2 separate regions of the Muntiacus reevesi genome follow, and region 2 is linked to region 1. Evidence: chromatin contacts called from public Hi-C data. All regions are on one chromosome and are shown on one strand. The core of a region is the stretch at or near the end of the contact, and the rest is flanking DNA. Distances in the headings are between cores, read along the strand shown. Region 1 holds the start of GNG13 (G protein subunit gamma 13). Region 2 holds the start of C1QTNF8 (C1q and TNF related 8).

Region 1 (4,483 bases), core at 760-3,259:
CCCCTCCTGAGGTCTCAGGGGATGTGCCTACTTGTCTCCCATCCCTGGAAACAGCTGTCTGAGGTGAACATGGGGATAGGAAGATTAAAAAAACTATTTCATCCAGTTAAACAGAGCTCACAAGAAACTAGGTAGTTCTTGGATAATCTTTGAGTGTTTGAAAATGACTTTCAAAAATAATTTAAGCCCTTAGACTCGTGTGTGCAAAGTGCAAACTCGTGTGTGCACAGTGAATGATTCCAGGGAATCACAGGTTCTAATTGGCGTAAGCTGTTAGTCATAAAGTCTCAGGGAAGTGACTCTGGTTAAGCAGTTTATTCTAATGGCTCTGCAGCCCACAGGTGACTCCCTCTCCTTCTCCTCCTGCTCCAGTCCTCCCATGACATTGGCTCCTGCCGGCATGTGGGTCAGGAAGACGCACATGGTCTGTACCTTGGTGCTCCTGAGGTTCAGGAAGAGGCCGAGGGCCTGCACCTGCCTAAGCACCAAACCCTCCAGTGCTCACAGGCCATGGGGGACCCCTTCTGATGAGGCCAGTGCCACTTAGGGGTCCTGCGTATTGCTGGCAGGTCTACTGGTCTGCACCCCCAAAGGGCCTTTCGCCATGAGGGTGGGTGAGTGGGAGGAATGCACACGTCAGGCCACCAGTGCGCTGTCACCCAGGCCTGCCTGGGCATGGCTCTAGGTTTTCCCTCTCGACCTGCAGCTGCACTCCCAGGTCTGTGCAGCACTGAAGAAAATTCTACCTGATCATGGGGCAGCTATGCGAGTGGAGCTGGGGGTGTGTGGAGGGCCCCCCCAACTCTGTCTCACAGCTGCCATAACCACCCCCACTCCCCTGCCCGGTGGCCAAGTGTGGTGGGCCTTGCACCTTCAGCAGGTATGCTTCTGGTCCCAAGCGATATGCCCACCATGTAGGGGTGGATGGAAGAGGCTCCTAGAAAGTTTCAGTGCCCAGAGGTTTTCCACAAAAGCAGAGGAGACACTTTAGGGAACGTTGCTGTCAGCTGGGGCTGCCTCCCACGGCAGGGATGATGCCCAGCAGTGCTCACTGCCCAGAGTAGGTCTGATGAACTGGCTGAGCAGGAAACTGAGGCCCCAAGGCTCTGGGCTTGCCCAGGTCTCACCCTCGGTTTTGTGTCCTTCATCTAGTGACTTCCCTCAAACAGCTGGAATCCCTGCCATCTGCTCATTTCATTAGAAGCTGCATTAGCTCTGGTGACTGCAGAGTGCAAGTGACTGAATGGGGACCCTCGACTATCACAAAGATCTCTCCCCAGAAAGGACCCCCGTCCTGTGCCAGGGGGCGAGGTCTCCCATGGGGACCAAGGACATCGTTCACCCCTCCCAGGTTCAGCGCAGGGCTCCCTCGCCTGGGCCACGTCTGCCACTTCTGGATGCAGTCTACGCAGACTGCTCTGCAGAACTTGACACTAGAGTTACAAGGAATCTAGAATTCAACCTCCCGGGGAAGGGTCTGTCATGTGAAACGGGGAAGGACCAAGTCAATGGGAGTCTACGCAAGGAGCAAACGCGGGAGCGCGTCCTGGACTGCGGACGGAACCGGCGGGACGGCTCCGAGGTGTGCTCGGCTCGCTGCTCGGCTTCACCTGGACGAATCTGCTCCGGGCTTGGCTTCCAGAGGACCCGGGCGGTGCGGAGCGGCGAGAGGAGCCCACGCACCGCGGGGCCCTGGCTGCTCGGGCGCTGGGACCGCAGGGCAGGCTCGGGGGGCTTCCCCTCACGGCCAGGATGAGGACAGGGAACTCGCAACAGACGCCGTTATCAGAAGTCCTAACTGGACGAGGACTCCTAGAACGGAGGCTGACGGCTAGTTTAGCTAAAGAACTTAAACGAAACAAGTTTCCGGCGCTCTTACTAGTGTTAACGTGCGGTGTTTATCGTGAAGACAGTACCGAGCGGCTCCGCGAGGGAAGGCCCGGCAGCAGGCTCCGGGTACCTCTGCTGCACCGCGATCCCCGTCGCTGCTGCTCTTCCACAGCCCGCTCTGGAAGCCCAGTGCCGCCTTGGAAGACCCCTTCCGGGTCTAAGCGTGGAGGGGGCGGGGCGCGTAGAGGGCCTGCCCCCTGGGCGAGGGGCGGGGCTTCTGTAGGACGCCGTTCTGCGTGATGCAGCCATCTTGGAGCCGGGCGGCGGCGTCTTCTGTGAAGGCGTGGCCGGAACGGAGGTGGCATTATCACCTGTCAGGCTCAGGTGTTCCGTTAGCCTGGTTTCTCAGCCTTCTGTTAAGTTATGGCAGGTGACCTCTGAGGTGGCCGGGCATCCCCAGCCTCCCACGGCGGCACTGGTGAGTGAAACCGTCCGCCCGAATCTGTGAAAAAGGGGGAAATGTTGAAGACTAACGACAGAGCCGTCAGGGTGCCTCTGCCCAACCCATATTCCCCCTCTTGGGTTCCCCACCTAAGGTCCCACCTTTCAGGTCCCCTCCTCAAGTCCCTCCTTAGGTCCCGCCACCTCAGGTCACCCCTGTCAGATCCTCCCAAGTCCTCACCCCAGGTCCCCCGTCTCAGGTCTCCCCCTTGAGCTTCTCCCAACAGGTATCACTCTCAGGTCTCCCCCTCAGGCCCTCCCTCTCAGGTTCCCCCCCCCCCCCAGGTCTCCCCTTCAGGTCCACCCATCTCAGACTCCCCCCCTCAGGTCTCCCCCTCAGGTTCCCCCCACCTCAGGTCTCCCCCTCAGTTACTCCCTCTCAGTTTCCTCCCTTAGGTCTCCCCCTCAGATCCCCCGTCAGGTGCCCCCTCGGATTCCCCCCTCAGGTCCTCTCCCTAGGGTCCACTCCTCTCAGGTTCCCCAACTCAGATCCCCTTTCAGGTACCCCCCTCAGGTCCACCCCCTTAGGTTCCCCCTCTCAGGTACCCCAACTCAGTTCCCCCCTCTAGGGTCTTCCCCCTCAGGTATCCCCTTCAGGTCCCTTCTGTCAAGTTCACCCTCTCAAGCCCTACCACCTCAGATCCCCCTCTCTGTCAGGTCCTCCCGCTCAAGTCCACCACTCTCAGGTCTCTCCACGCAGGTACCCCCTCTTAGGTCCTCCCTCAGGTCTCCCCCCTCACGTCCCCACCCATCAGGTCCCCCCTTCTCAGGTCAGCCCCTCCTGTCAGGTACTCCCCCTCAGTTCCCCCCTCAAGCCTCCTCACCCAGGTCCCCTCTCAAGGGACACCCTTCCTCCTAAAGGGCTCTTCTGGACACCTGAGTGAGCCTTGTGATTATCGTTTCAGGTGAGTTTTGAGGTGTGCCATGGAACTGGACACCAGGAAGTTTTTGTAAAACTAACAGGCTGGGCAGACAGGCGACAGGGAACAAAGCTTGTCTTCCATCATGACTCAGTAAGGATTTGGGCACTGTCCTGTTGGCCTGTGGCTTGGACAGCAAGTAAGCCAGGATTGTAGGGAGGGGGAGGGGTGTGTTGAAGACAAACCAGTGAATCAAGACACAGCAAAGGAGCCGACCATTGGCACAGCTGTAAAGCCTGGTCTCCTGGGATCTACATCCAGTCTTGCCCCACCACCGTCTCTGTTGGGAATGGTTGTGGGGTCTGGGGGTGGAGGCCAGGGGTGCTGCTCAACACCCATGGGGTTGGGGGTCCACCACTGCCCTATGATGGTGAGTCCCTGAGGCCTTGAGGCCCCTTTCCTTGTTTCTCCACAGCCTCTCCCTCCTCGAGCCCCCTGGCCTGGTCCTGAGCAGGACCTGGGTTGTGCAGATGGCCAAGTCCTACTTTTGTCCATCCCTAATGGGCAAATGCACCAATGGCAGCACACGGCAAGAGGTGCTCCCTGTGGTATCCGGAGACCCTGAGAGGTTCTTGGGCTGAGGTCTGTGGAGCTAGGTCTTTGGAGCTGGATCTCAGAGGAAGATCCCAGCAGTCCTGCCAAGACACAGTTTCATGTTGCATTTCACCTGAATCCCAAAAAGGCAGCTCCCGAAGTCCCATTGCTGTGTGGTGGTGTCAGGCAGTTCCATCTTCAGCTGGCTGGCTCACCTATGTCCCCTGCCTGGCCTTTGCCACTAGGTGGAGCCACAGGCCTATCCAGCTGCTTCCCCACGTTGCAAACACGGGACCTGCCTTTCAAATTTAGCGTCAGGACTCCTCAACTTTCCTAAATTTTTCAAGTTTCTGTTACATGGTGACATCTAGGGGTATTTAGAAACAAAAATAGAGCAGCTGTTACACTTAGGACTTTCACTTAAAACCAGTGATGATAAATCCAGTGCATGTAAACATCACAGTTTAAAGAAAAACAGCTTTATTTTCCCATCGTTGGCAGAGATCCCTTAGAAGAGCTGGGTTCTAACTACATGGCCAACTGAAGTTCTTTCTGTTGTTCTGTCCACATTGATTTGCTGCCTTTTGATTCTTTTTGTTGAAAGATAAGGAAGGTCAGACATAAAATATTTAGTGTAATTTTATGAGGATAAACAAGCTTGTAGACACCTGGTTTGTAATCAAGGTTTCTCTGCCCCG
Region 2 (3,961 bases), core at 604-3,103, 180 kb after region 1:
GTTCACCCAGGCCGAGGCCTGTTCTGGCTCGGCCGGCACCCACCTACTCCATGTCATTGGTCCTGTGGCCTCTGCCGCCCTGAGCACCCTGGAATTCAGCACGCTCCACCCCTCCCCCGGAGCCTCATCAGCGTCCAGCCCAGCACCCAGTAGGCTCTTTGTAATTCTCTCACAGCGCGGGGGCCTGGCACAGCCTTTATAAGCGGAAAGGGAACCCGACCAGGGGGGCAAGCTCCTTAGCAGATGAAGGTGCCCCGCCCCAACCCCGCCCACAGCGCGCCCGGAACGCGGGTCTGCTCCGGAATCTCTTGCTGGGACCAGAATCTCTTGCTCGGTCGGGATCTGCGTCTAGCAGATCTGGTGGGTCTGTCTTGCTCCTGCCGGGGCCATGCTCAGCTCAGCGTGTGCACGCAGGCGGCATTCAATCACAGCTGGCCCCACTCCGGGGCAAGGGGCTTGGGAGGGTGGGCCCTGGGGGCTGGTGGCGCCGGGCCGTCAGAGCTCGGCGTCTGGCTTGACCAGGTGGCCGCTGAAGGTGATGTAGAGGTCGCCGCGCTCGCCGAAGATGGCGTTGTCGCGGTCGCGCTGGAACATGCGCACCCAGACGGAGTCGCCCGCGGCCAGCGGCAGCAGCAGGCTCTGCGCCTGCATCACGCTGCGCTCGCTGGGCTGTGCGTACAGCACGGCGGCCGCGCGCGCGTTGCGCATGATGTGCAGATAGGTCTCCTTGTAGTTCCAGGTGTGCACGTTGAGGCTCAGGAAGTAGACGCCGGGCGCGGTGCAGAGGAAGCGGCCGGAAGCCAGGTCGAAGGCGCCGTCCAGGTTGACCAGCTCCATGTCGAAGGTCACCGCCTGGAGGGCGTCGGCGCTGTGCAGCCCCTCCCGTCGGCCCACCGAGAAGGCCGCGTAGGCGCGCGTGCACTGCGCGCCAGGCAGCCCTGCCTGCCCCTTCTGGCCCTTGCGCCCCCGGAGGCCCCGGGAGCCTGGCGGGCCCTCCTTCCCGCTCCTGCCAGAGTGACCTCTGACCCCGGCCTCGCCCTTCTCACCTGCCGGGGAGGGGCGGGGGGTGAGGAGAAGCCCCTGGTCAAGGCTCCCAGGGTCAGATTCTCTGACCACGTGGCCCTGCAAGTGACCTCACCTCTGTGGGCCTCTGTCTCCTCTCTCCGAGGGGCGAGGGGCGCTAACCCACCCTCCAAGGGGCAAAGAGAAAGAAGCCACACCCTGAGGGCCTGGCTGTTCTGGGGTCTGTGCTGACGGTCATGCGGGGCCGGGGGGTCAGGCAGCCACCAGAGGAAGGGTCTGAACTGGGCTTTGAAGGAAGAGAGCGCTGGGGTTCAAGCTCGGTGCAGCCCCCAGGGTTGCATCTGCCTCCCAGAGCCCCGCCTCTCTCACCCTCAGAGGGGACCCAGGCCCCTTCCCCTCCCCTGGGGGGTAGGGCTGAGGGTAGCCTCAGGCCCTCTGTCCACAGCCCCTTCCCTGGGACACCCTCTGCCCACCTGGGGGGCGGCCGTGGGGAGCAGGCACCCGTCCATTGTCCCCTCGGGGTCCCCTCCTTCCCAGAGCCCGCCCTGGGCCCTGTCCCCTCCCCTCAGCACAGGTGTCCCTGTAGGGCCGGGGGCGGGGGTGGCCGCCCCTCTGGGGATGCTCACCTTTGAGGATCGAGATGTCGATGGTGGGCCGCAGGAGAGGCAGCCGCGCCCATGGGTCCCCGTCGCTCACGTGGGCGCCCAGGCCAGGAGCGGCGGGGGGCCAGGCTGGACGGCAGCACTGCACGCACGACCGACGGGGCAGCCCCAGGCCACGCCAGGCCCCAGCAGGCAGTGCCAGGAGCAGCAGGAGGGCAGGAGCCACCATCCGGGCCAGGGCCTGGGGCCGGGCAGGAAGGAAAGAGGAGGGTGGGAGAGGAAGGCGGGGAGTGGAGGGCTCGCCCTGCTGAGCCCCCAGTGGCCCCCACGGCAGCTTGGCAGCACCCCTGTGCGAGGGAGATGACGGGGGGCCCAGGGAGCCGCCTGGGTGGGGAAGGACAGTTGGGACCCCTCAAAGGGGCTGTGGTCCCAGAGACCGCAGAGAGCGCCTGGTAGCCCCTCCTGGACTCTCATCCCGCCCTAACACTGCTGATGGGTCCCTGCCCGGGACTGAGACACCTCCCTGACACAGCCTGGGGACCACCACTGCTGGGAGGGCCCCACACCGCCCTCCCCGAGCCCTAGCAAGCGCCGAGGTGGCCGCCTGTGGGATCTGGCACTTCCTGGGCACTGCTCCCTGCTCATGCCCCTCCCTCCCCGAGGCCTTAGTTCTGGGTGGCAGTGGGCACCCTCAGTGCCTGCAGCTGGGAAGTCCAGGTCCCCCAAAGCCCCCGTGGCCGGAGACCCCCCCCCACCTGGCAGATGCAGGGGGCACTGAGTGGGGAAGCAGTCCCCCAAGCCCCACTCGCCGTGACTGGCCAGAGCCCTCCAGGAGGGGCTCCTTTAGGTAAGGGTATGCCCCCCATCCCATACCCCACACTCCGGGCAGCCGGGCCCTGGGCCCATGTTGGGTGGGGCCCGACATGAGGCAGTTTCTGCGGGGCTGCATTGCTGGGCAGAGGGGACACGTGCATCCTGACCCCCCGGAGGAGGGAGGGTAACCGGGGAGGCTGCCCCAGCCCCCACCCAGCTGTACAGAAGCTGGTCTTTAATCCCTGCCAGTTCTGAGCCTCCGGCCTCCACGTCCCCTCCCTCGGGAGACACTGCCTGACCCTGGGCCCATCAGTGCCAGGTGGAGCCACACTTTCCAGATGCTGGGGGCCCTGGGTGAGCTCCAGAGGGGCCTCAGTTTTCCTGGCAAATGGACTCTGCCTACCCTGTTCTCCCAAGGGCTGCATCCAAGAGGCTCAGGCAGGGTTGGTCTCCTGCAATGGCTTGTGTGTGATATTGCAGTCCTCACTCTTCCCTGTACCCTGGCCATCCTGAGCAAATACCCAGGCCCCCTCTTCCAGGAAGCCCTCAGGACTGCAGCCCAGGATGAGGGCCTTCCTCTCACATAGTCTGAGACCTACTCCCAGGCTGAGCTTTCCCGGCAGGTGGGACCCCTTCTCTCTACCACCTCCTTCTCAAACCTCGCAGACCCTCACCCAACCCCTGAGCCACATTGGACCCTGCAGGACTCTCCCGGACTCCTCCCATGGAGGAAACGGACTGGCGTGGGTGTCTCCTGGGCAGCGCCCCCCTCGCAGGCAGCCCTGTGCTGCTGGGGCCCCTACCCCAGGCCCTGCTCAAGGTTGCTGTGAAGACCCCCACCCACCCCCACCCCCCTGTTACCATTTCACAACTGGGTGTTGCTGCCTGCCTGGCGGTCTCCGGCGTCTCTGCGCAGCGGCCAGTGAAAGAGCCCTTTCATGCCCACCCCAGGCACCCGTGGCTTCCCTCTGGGCCATCCAAGACCAACAGGCCTTGGGCCAGCTTCCGAGCTCCCTGCAGGAGGCTCGTGAGGCCCCGTTGCCCGCTGCCCGGCCTTCCACCTGCCGCAGCCCCGCCTTGGGGGCTCTGGGGACCTCCCCCAGCCCTGTTGTGGTGGGGCTTGGGGGCCTGGGGTGGCCGGGACTATGGGGCTAGCTGCCATCCGGGTTGCGGTGACTTAGGGGGAGTCGGGGAGGCTGGAACAGTGGCTGAGTGGAGACAGACCACTCGCCGATGCCCATTGCTGGCTGGGCCATGGGGGCTGGGCCTGGCCGGTGGCACTGGGGGTGGGGGCAGCGTCTGGCCAGGCTGTGGTGTCTGCCCCCACCTTCCACCACACCGTGCCCAGGCCCTGGTGCCCAGCGGAGTGAGAGGCCTGCTGTGATACCCTGTCGGGGGCCCTTGACAGTAGCCCAGCCTTTCAGGGGATGAGGGTTATGTCCCTGTGATGCCAGCCCCCTCCGGCAGCAATAACTCACAGGGCGCCCCAGGCAGTGGTAGGCGGGGGCTGTGACTACACCAGG

What was found. A called contact is a pair of places that touch in the nucleus more often than the background predicts.
Region 2: a Hi-C map of blood shows a contact between it and region 1, with 3 times the contacts expected there. The contact joins the promoter of C1QTNF8 here to the promoter of GNG13 in region 1. A contact is called at or near these places in 2 of 3 Hi-C or Micro-C datasets (blood and muscle).

What each region holds. Positions count from the first base shown.
Region 1 is chr2:180,114,685-180,119,167 of mMunRee1.1, forward strand. It overlaps GNG13 (G protein subunit gamma 13), which reads right to left and starts at 2,010. Exons shown (of 4, transcript XM_065920232.1): 1 at 1,880-2,010. It overlaps LOC136160394 (a long non-coding RNA gene), which reads left to right and starts at 2,148. Exons shown (of 4, transcript XR_010661611.1): 1 at 2,148-2,308.
Region 2 is chr2:180,291,847-180,295,807 of mMunRee1.1, forward strand. It overlaps C1QTNF8 (C1q and TNF related 8), which reads right to left and starts at 1,854. Exons shown (of 2, transcript XM_065920237.1): 1 at 1,650-1,854; 2 at 496-1,046. The coding sequence starts at 1,854. The coding sequence ends at 496.